3 separate regions of the Mus musculus genome follow, and regions 1 and 3 are each linked to region 2. The links are chromatin contacts, called in public promoter capture Hi-C maps. All regions are on one chromosome and are shown on one strand. The core of a region is the stretch at or near the end of the contact, and the rest is flanking DNA. Distances in the headings are between cores, read along the strand shown. Region 1 holds the start of Kptn (kaptin). Region 2 holds the start of Cnot3 (CCR4-NOT transcription complex, subunit 3). Region 3 holds the start of Foxa3 (forkhead box A3).

Evidence for each region. Promoter capture Hi-C pulls out the DNA fragments that hold promoters and counts their contacts.
Region 1: a contact with region 2 is called in a promoter capture Hi-C map of second pharyngeal arch cranial neural crest. The contact joins the promoter of Kptn here to the promoter of Cnot3 in region 2. A contact is called at or near these places in 5 of 39 promoter capture datasets (cranial neural crest, frontonasal cranial neural crest, liver and 2 more).
Region 3: a contact with region 2 is called in a promoter capture Hi-C map of pre-B cells. The contact joins the promoter of Foxa3 here to the promoter of Cnot3 in region 2. A contact is called at or near these places in 4 of 39 promoter capture datasets (the HPC-7 cell line, cranial neural crest, frontonasal cranial neural crest and 1 more).

The regions. Positions count from the first base shown.
Region 1 is chr7:16,118,081-16,121,321 of GRCm38.p6, reverse strand. Kptn (kaptin) reads right to left here and starts at 1,446. Exons shown (of 12, transcript NM_133727.2): 1 at 1,141-1,446; 2 at 750-832; 3 at 526-610; 4 at 398-452. The coding sequence starts at 1,363.
Region 2 is chr7:3,643,879-3,646,804 of GRCm38.p6, reverse strand. Cnot3 (CCR4-NOT transcription complex, subunit 3) reads right to left here and starts at 1,536. Exons shown (of 18, transcript NM_146176.3): 1 at 1,221-1,536. It overlaps Gm15927 (a long non-coding RNA gene), which reads left to right and starts at 2,460. Exons shown (of 6, transcript XR_003946711.1): 1 at 2,460-2,552; 2 at 2,636-2,926.
Region 3 is chr7:19,022,181-19,025,037 of GRCm38.p6, reverse strand. It overlaps Foxa3 (forkhead box A3), which reads left to right and starts at 1,499. Exons shown (of 2, transcript NM_008260.2): 1 at 1,499-1,689. The coding sequence starts at 1,621. Sympk (symplekin) reads right to left here and starts at 661. Exons shown (of 27, transcript NM_026605.2): 1 at 532-661.

The sequences.
Region 1 (3,241 bases), core at 197-2,696, about 12 Mb before region 2:
TTGCATCTTTTAAATCTGGGAATCTCAGGGCTTCTCGGGCTACAGAACAATTCCAGGCCTGGGAAGTAGAGATCTAGAATTTTGGAAGTTGAGTTCCCAGTGCTCAATTAACCCACTGGAATGATCTACCTGAGGGGCGACAATGTAACCATCTTGGCTGCATTCACTCTGAAAAGCACCACGAGAACCAGACTGGTGATGGCAGGTGTGTGGATTCCAGTCTGCTAAAGCTCAGTGAAACCCCACTTCCCGGCTATACTTCCCATCACCTTTTGGGCCCCTAACACTACCTGTTTCCAATCCTTAGTAGAGGAAAAGCCTTTTGTTTTCCAGATAGGGCAAAAGCCTCTGAGTGCAAGGAAAGGGTAGGAGAGCATGGGTGCCCAGGGTCACTCACTCTGCGTGGCACAGCTGGAAAGGTGTGAACTGGAGTTCCAAATTCAGGCAGCTCTCTGCAGAAGGACACAAGTTAAGCCCAGCAGCCCCTGGCAGCCCCAGCTACGCTCTCCCCTAAGCCCCACTCACCTGCAATAGAGTCCAGGTTGTACTCTGAGCCAGGCTCATAGTCACAGTAAATGTTAAGAAACGGACTGCCCTTGTCTCCTGAGTCCTGGGGGTGGAAACTTCTCTCAGGGGAGGTAGGGGAGGTGACAGGCATTTGGAGTAGATTCAGAGCACTTGAGAGAGACTTGGTGGGATCCACAGTGACTAAGGAGGAGGGCGTGGACAGGTGGAGGGTGCTGTGGTACCTTTATAAAAGTGATGCCCACAACCAGGCCCCGTTTTGGGGGTGACTTGTTGAAAGTGTCGATGGAGACGATCTCAGCATCCACTATGAGGGGAGTTCAAAGTTCACTGATTAGGCAGGTCTCCACTCTTGCAGCCTAACCACACTAACTTCATACCACAGCAGATGCAGGCGTCTGACCGCTATCATCATGACCTCTGAACACCGACTACTATGCTGTTGATAACTTATGTTTGCGGAATCCTGAACCCTAACTACTTTCAGGCCATGATGACCACTGTCTCGAACCCTAATGATTATCAGTTTTGACCCTGACCTCGCAACACAGTGACAATCTTAGAATCCTCAACACCAGACTCTAGTCCCGCCCCAGGCACCACAGCGCCACGCACCGGGAATGTAGTTGAATTGCAGCTCTTTAGCCACAGGCCGGATTTTCTGTCGGAGGTCTTGATAGCGGAAGCCGAGCACCTTGCCTTTAAGAGTGGCGGCCAGCAACTCCCCTCGCCCGTCCGCGCCTCCAGCAAGCCCGTACACGTTGCTTTGCGACGAGAAGCGCGTGAAGCTGTCCTCCAGCAGTGGACAAGGTCCCTCTGCCACGGCCGCCTCCCCCATCCTGGCCCTCCGCGATCGGTCCCAGATGGCCTGATGCTCCCCAACCTGTCAGGAAACCTCCACTAGCGCATACTGATGACGTCAAGAAGCTGCGGTTACTGCCCTCTACAAATATGGCGCTTGGTTCCTTGACTGGGCGGCCCAGACAAAATTGCCCTTCTGCAACTGAGTGTTCTGTCCTTGCCCATTTCGGAGCTATGGAGAGGGCCTTCCAGGATTTGAGATGGGGGAATGGAGGCGTCTCTGGGCCTCTCTGAAAGCAGTGTGTAAAGGAGAATAAGTATCACCCTGAACTGTGGGTGGGCACACACTCCTGTGAGTACAGCACTTGGGAAGTGGAGGCAGTCGCAGCAGTTTCAACCCTTCTACAAAGTTAGAGGCTAAGCTTAAGTAATAAGTAGTTTTCAGGCCCGTCGGTCTGCAGGAGACACTCCCAGCCCCCAACTTCTGTCTCTCTCTACACACACATGCACTCCTATAAATACACTCATTCTCCAACAAAAACTATCTGAACAACAAAACAATTATAAAACCTAATTACTACCCTTTTGGATAAGCACATTCGATCTGCCAATTTATTTAAACTCATAAGCAAGCTGAAGTGGAGGCACATATCTAAACTTTTTACTTTTAGAGACAGGATCTTACTCCATAGCCTTGGCTGAACCAATAATTTACAAATCAGGCTGGCAACAAACTTGTGACAATCCTCTTACCTCTGTATGCCACGTGCCAAGAACACAGGCGTGCCCTTCTAAAGTAGGTATTCTTAATATTTTTAAAACACTTATGTGTATGTTTCTGTATGGGCACATGTACCATGGCATGTGATCAGAGAACAACTCTGGGAGTCAGTTCCCTTCACCTTCTGGGTCTCAGCAATTGAACTGCTTAGGCATGGTAGCAAGCACCAGTATCTGCTGAGCCATCTTGCTGGCCCTAAGGTACTCTTGAATCTATTATATAGGCCAACTGAGTTAAGTAAATTCTTTAAGCAATATTATCTTTAAAACAGTAAAGTGTATTCTTGTACCAGGGAAAAGATCAGTTAACCTGTCCATCCTGATGGCAGAAGAGACTACCTGCTTTAGTGAACATTCATAGTGACAGTCTGCAGGACCCATGGCTACCTTGTCCACTCACACTGCTCCTGGTGCCATCACACCCTTTAGAGAGTCCCTCACAAACTTCTCACCAGAACTATGCAAAGAGCTTTACAAAGTTTGAGCCCGACGCTGAGGGAGAGCAGGATCTGGACTGAGGTTTCTGTGATGGAGGGCTTACCAGCCAGGTGCTATGAGGCCTTTCAGGGGGTCTGGATCTGCCACTTCAATCAACTCCAGCACCTGGGATGCATAGCCTCAGACACAAAGCAGGCTCCGTAGATATGCCAAAACCCTGCCGACTCTAGGCCAGATAGATGGCATAGGTGATAAGGATGCTTGCTATGCAAGCCTCACAGCAACCCAAGCCCAACCTGTGGAATCCATGGAAAAAGTCAGAGGAAGTGGTGCCTATCTGTAGTCCTAGTACTCCTTTGGAGAGATGGAGCTGGAAGCTCATGGGCCAGTTAACTTGAAGTACTAAGTACATTAGTAGAAAGAAGTCCCTGCCTTAACCCCACACACCTTTAATTCCAGTACACTGGAGGCGAGCCTAGTCTACAGCCAAAGCTACACGGTGTGTCCCTGTCTCAAGCAATACACACAAGACTCTGCTTCAATAAGGAGTTAAGGAGGACTGACAATGTCCTCGGACATTCTGGGCCATGGTGTATGAGCATAGACATACTTAGAAGCCTCCAACCATGTGGCAGGCCATCAGCCAGTATGTTGTTAGCACTGAGAACTTCCCCTGGGCAGTCTTTAGACATAGTGT
Region 2 (2,926 bases), core at 287-2,786:
GAGAAAGGCTACCCCTTACACAGCAGAAGACTCCGGTGAGGAGAGCTAGCAGTCCTACAGGGTGCCAGTTGGGTGAGATGGACCATTCTACCTCTGAAACGCTTTCACCCAGTGGATTTCAATTATAAAAGATCACATATCCACATAGGCTGGGCAGATGAGAATGGAAATACAGAGAGATGGCAGTCCAGGTGATGACCGGGGAAGGGAGACGGTGAGGAAGCCCCTAGCCAAAAGAACAGAAAGCTAATCCTAAGAGGGATGACAGTCCCGGAACCGAGATACAGCTGTTTAGAAGTGCTTCAACTGTCCCAACAGAAGAGCACCAACAACTGAAAGCATGGGAGCTCGCATTCCACCGACCCAGATCTAGAAAGAAAAGCTAAGCGGTCCTCACCACACACAGCAATACCTAACCACTTAGGAAGCTTCACCCACCGAGGCAGACCGTGCATCGTAGTGGAGCCTGCATCCCCAAAGCTAGAGTCCACTGATACCCCACCTCAAAGATGCAAAAGATGTGAAGCCAGGAAGTGAGCAATACGGTACAGTCCTGAATCCAAGGTTTGGGGAGGGAGTGTTAAAACAAAACACACACACACACACACACACACACACACACACACTCACAAACCCCATGCTTCCTTAAAAAGAAGATTGGTGGAAAGGGACCTCTAGGAGACTTCACTGCTAGAGCTGTAAGGACTAGGTGGAAACTTTGGCTTAGGCTCCAACTCACAACGTTAACTGCACCCTCGGGTCTTGGGGACTTTTTCCTCCACAAGATCCATCTCTTCCAAAGAGGCTTCCCCCTATCAAGACACCAACAAGCTGGAGCTTTCGGGTGCACTGAGGCAACGCTCCCGAATGGAGCTCCCGGGGAAGGCATGACTGCAGGAGTGGGCCCCGCGCCCAGAGCAGAAAGACCCCTCCGCGGCCCGCAGCGCGCCCACCGCTCCAAGCCCAGCCAGACGCGGAGGAGGACGGGCACCTCGCACCCGGGGCCGGCGCTCTGCCACGCGGGAGTCCGGACGCGGGAGGACAGAGAGAGGAGAGGGTCCCCGCCCGCCCGAGCCGAAGCTGGGCCCGAGCGCGCGGCTTGGGCCCGGCGGGAGCTGAGGCCGTGTCGCGACAGGCAGCAGGGTCGCGGAGCAAGAAGTCGGCCGATGGAGCTGAGGGAAGAGGGAAAGGGGTCCGGCCCAGTCGAACCTGACGCTCACCGCAGGAGCTGGCGCCGCCGCTGCGGAGCGTATCGCGACAGGCGAGGAGGGGGGAGAGAGAGGCGAGCGCCCGCCCGCCGCCTTTTTTTTTTTTTTTTTTCCTCTTTCCTCGCGCCCCGAGCCCGGGCGCTATCGCGATAAGAGGGCGCGAAAGCCGGAAGTAGGGTTGGGTTGTTGATAGAGGAAGTGGGCCCGGGATTGTTCTAGACGACCGAGTAGGGGATTCAGGGATCAAGGAAAGGCCCGGCAGCGGCTGCCGACGGCTCCACGGAAGCTGAACGGGCCCGGTCCAAGATGGCGGCGGCGGAGGCCTCCCCTCCTCTCTTCTCCTCTCTGGCGCCGGCCCGCCCCCGAGCCCCGAATATAGGTCCGTCATTGCTCCCGCAGTACGTCGCTCTGCGCCGTTAGGCGCGCCCCATTGGTTCCTAGCGAGAATGAGGCCAACCTCTTCATTATGATTGGCTGATCTCGGCAAGGCGCGGCGTTCGATTGGCCTCCCGCTCAGCTTGCTTGGATTGGCTCGGGTATTTCTTCCCAGCTCCTCCTCCTCCTCCCCTCCTCGGAGCACAACACGCCAGCGCGAGGACCTGGGTGTCAATCAGGAAGCCTGTGTCGTGCTGATTGGATGTGTCCGCCCCCTTACCCTAAATCAATTGGCAGCGGGGAGGAGTCAGGGTGAGGGGCGGGAAGTTACTCGTCAAGTTTAAAGGCAGCTGTAATTGGTTGCGAGGTGTATTCTACCCTGAACTCATTGGTTAGCTATGAATGTGGGTAGAGGAAAACGACAAAAAGCATAGCGTGTGAGTGTTAAAGGAAGCTTATCTAGTGGGAGACGGAGAGGTGCCAGAGGGTTGGGGATAGTAAACCCAAGTCATCTACCAATCAAAAGAGCCGCCAGCCCTAAGGGGAGGAGCTAGACAAACACCCCGCCCCTTCCCTCGGTTAGCCAATAGGGTAGCTATTAACCTGCCGACAGGTGTGGTTGTCGGAGCATCCTTCCTTTGCCTGTCTAGGCTGTTATCTGATCCTCGTAGTTATTCCCCAAGCGCGTTTGCTTGGTATATCTCTAAAACTCAGTGCTTTCTAAAGGATGAAAGAAAGAAAGAAGGAATCAGGAACATTGCAGAAGCGACTGAGAAACACAAGGCGTGGGACTGACGTTTCTCTGGTTAAGTTAGCAGACTGGGACCTTCCCTGGAGTTGCAAGGACTCCAGCTGTAGAGGAAACTGCGCTTTGCCCTACCTCGGTTACATCTGTAATGACTACTCACTAGAGTTCTGCTATGCTTCTTAAGGAGTAAACTTCTCCGACCACCCTTGCCGAGTGCTTAGGTGAGCCTCTGGTTTAATTTTGTTTGATTCCTGCCGTTTTTACACATACTTGAGTCTCACTCTCTGGATTTCTCGTTGTTTAGTACCCATGAAGCACTCCATAGCCCTTTGCTGACTAGGTTGCAAACGTGAGCACCACGTTTTCATGAATTGGGGAAACTCGATCTATCTCTGCCTACTATGTGGAGGAAAAGAAGATAAATCCACACTTGAAGAGAACGTGCACGTGCATTTCACCGCATCAGAATGGCATGAAGCAAGAGAGAAAAAATGGCTTATAAAAAGGCATATTCTTCGGCTGGAAAGATGGCTCAGCAGTTAAGAACATTTTCCTGCAGAGGACCAGTTCCCACAGGGTGGCTTGCATGCTTGTA
Region 3 (2,857 bases), core at 250-2,749, about 15 Mb before region 2:
AAGTTCGACCACACGTGACGAGAAGGCAAGGCAAGGGGACCTAGGAGAGCCTTCAGCAGGCGGATTTGAGGAAGGAGGGAGGCAAACGGAGGTTTTGCAGGGGCAGTGACGTGGGGTGCCGAGCCCCCCAACCCCGAAGATGAAAGGGAGTTAGGCCGAAGGATAACAGCACGTTTCCAGGGCGGGGGACACTGGGGAGGAACAGCCTGTGCAAAGGCCCGGAGGTGGGAAGCTTCGCACACGGCCAGTCTGGGGAAGTGAAGGGCCCGGTGCAGCAGTGTGCGGAGCGGGGGACGAGCCAGGGCCAGGCTGGTGGCCCAGGAGGTCTGCGCGGCCACGGTGGAACTTTGGCCCCGGGGGACCGGGAAGCCAAAGAAGGCAAGGATGGGTCCCGAGCAGTGTGGGAAGAAGCGGGGGCCCGCGACCCCGCTGCTCCCGGCCCTCGCCGAGGCCCTCCCCATCGCTCGCGCCCCGGCCTTGTCAGCGCCCCCCCTCCCCCCACCCCAGGACCTCACGCCGCCACCCGCTCACCGCGACTCCGGCCTCTGTCCCCCTCGCGCCCCCTCAGCAGCGCCTCTCCGCAGACGCTGCCGCCGCCGCCATCTTCCGCCCGCCGCCGTGACACGGCGCAGGCGCTGCACTAGTAGGGCCGCCGGGAAATGGAGTCCGGCACCGCGGCCGGTCCCCGCCCCTAAGGCGTGCCGCGTCGGCAGCCGCCCGCCCTCCCCGGGCGTCCACCGGAGCGGCCGCCATTTCCGGCCTTCGAGCGCCATGCCTTCTGGGAAATGTAGTCCGCGCTGCGCAGGCGCCGGACGGAAATGGGAACGAAGGCTTCTGGGAAATGGAGTTCCCAGCGGTCCGGAGTCCCTCTCCCTAGACGGCTGGCTAACGTTGAGTGGAGAGTGCTGTGAGTGGAGTTTCTGGGTCTTAGAGGAGATCTGGTGCCTTAATGGGGTCTGAGCAGAAGCCCTGAGCCTTTCCACCGCCGACCCTGACTCTGTACGGAGCCTGCAACATTCGCAGACGTCAAAAGCCTCAGTCTTCCTGTCTGTCCAATGGGAATGTGGTTTCAGGAATCTCTGCGGGCTACTTAAACGGTGTTGTATAGGGACTTGTGGAGTCCTGAGCTCTGTCAACCTCCTTTCTTTCGTGGAAGACATGCGGGGTTCTAGAGTTTCCCTCCTTTAGCTGGAGATGATGAAACACTTAGAGGCAGAAAGATTCCCCGGCTCCCGCTCTGTTGCTCTAGGGCTTTTGGGATCAGCAGGGTGTGGCTCTCTACCCCACGCCTTGTAGTCCCCGACTCTTCATCCATCGCAAGCTTCCAGGTGCCAGGACCGAGGCTCCCAGTGCCTGAGGTCTCTCTTCTTGAGATCCCGCAGGGGGCGCCCCAATCCGAGGGCGCCGCGCTCGGGGAGGCGGGCGGGGAGCCCGGGGCGGGCCCGGGAGGGGGTGTCCCGGCTATAAAAAGTGGCTGCCTCCCAAGGCGCCTGGGCCAGCGGGACTCCCGGGCTGTGTGCCTCAGGTCGGAACTCGGGGCTAGTGCCTGTAGAGAGACCGAAGCACTCGGTTCCCCCAGGGGGGCCTCAGCCTGGGTGTGTGGGGGCGCAGGCCCCGGGGATGCTGGGCTCAGTGAAGATGGAGGCTCATGACCTGGCCGAGTGGAGCTACTACCCGGAGGCGGGCGAGGTGTGTCCTCGGGGATGGCGGAGCGGGAAATGGGGGGCAGGTGTGGGGCTTAAATGCAAGCAGGCGCTGTGGTGTGGGCCCAGGTGGGAGCAACAGACCTGAGGACACAGATTCTAGGTGTGGGAGTCGGGGGACAAGGTTTGGGAGAACGATTTAGACTGCAGATCCATGCGAAGGCTTGCTTCCAACGGAAGAAAATGTTAGCAATGAAACCTCGAAGTTATACTTGAAAGGTGTCGAGCCCCTGAGTCGAATGAACAAATTGGAGGTGGGAACCGGAGCTCTAGGGTAGAGCGATAGAGCTGGAGGACCTCGAGAAATGAGTTCTGTAGTAGAGAGGAGAAATACAGAGACTAAGAGGCATTGGTAGTCCGCAGTAAGGAAAAGTTTGTGCCGGAATTCAGGGTTGAAGACGGGGGTTGGGGGACTTCGGGCAGTCGGGGGTCAGAATTGAGGTTCCGGGATAAAGATCAGCTGAGGAGCTAAGGTAGGGGCACAAATAGGGTGGTCGGGGGTCCTTCTGAGGAATCTAATGTAACAGGTGGCTTAGGTAGACTAGTCCTCAGATGACGTCAGCCTTGGAAGATCAAAAGACAAGAGGATCCACATCTGTGTGGCAGGAGTCAGCCATCCTTACCCCGACCCTCAGCAGGGGCTCTCCAGAATGTACACCATCTAGGCATTGCTAGACTTACATTAATTCCTTCACCCCAACAAACAGAAAGTCCCTCTTCACGTCTAACTCCCGTTTGTCCGAGTGCTTCTGCACCCTGTAGTCCATATTGTGATGGTGGGGAGAAGGGCCGAGGTTCTGGACCCATGAGCTCCTGACATAGACGGCTTAAGGTGGGGGGGGGGGGCTCTCGAACAAGTCAAGCTTCAGCGGCTGAGGGAGGTGGCTAGGGTCTGTATTTCCAAGTTGTGGAATTGGACTCCTGGATCCCTAGGGGTAGCTGGTCTTGGAGTTGGCGAGGTGCCCGGGAGGGGCCTGTCCTAGGTCTGGTGAGGTGTGAGGTGGGGCAGAGCTGACCGGGAAGGAATTGGGAGTGTGCAGAAGTAGAAAGGGAGGGGGCTGGAGGTGTTGGTGACTTTGTAGGAAGGCAGAAGCCAGGGTGGTATCTCAGGTCATTGGGAGTTTGAGCATTGGATTTAAGAGAGCCAACTACAA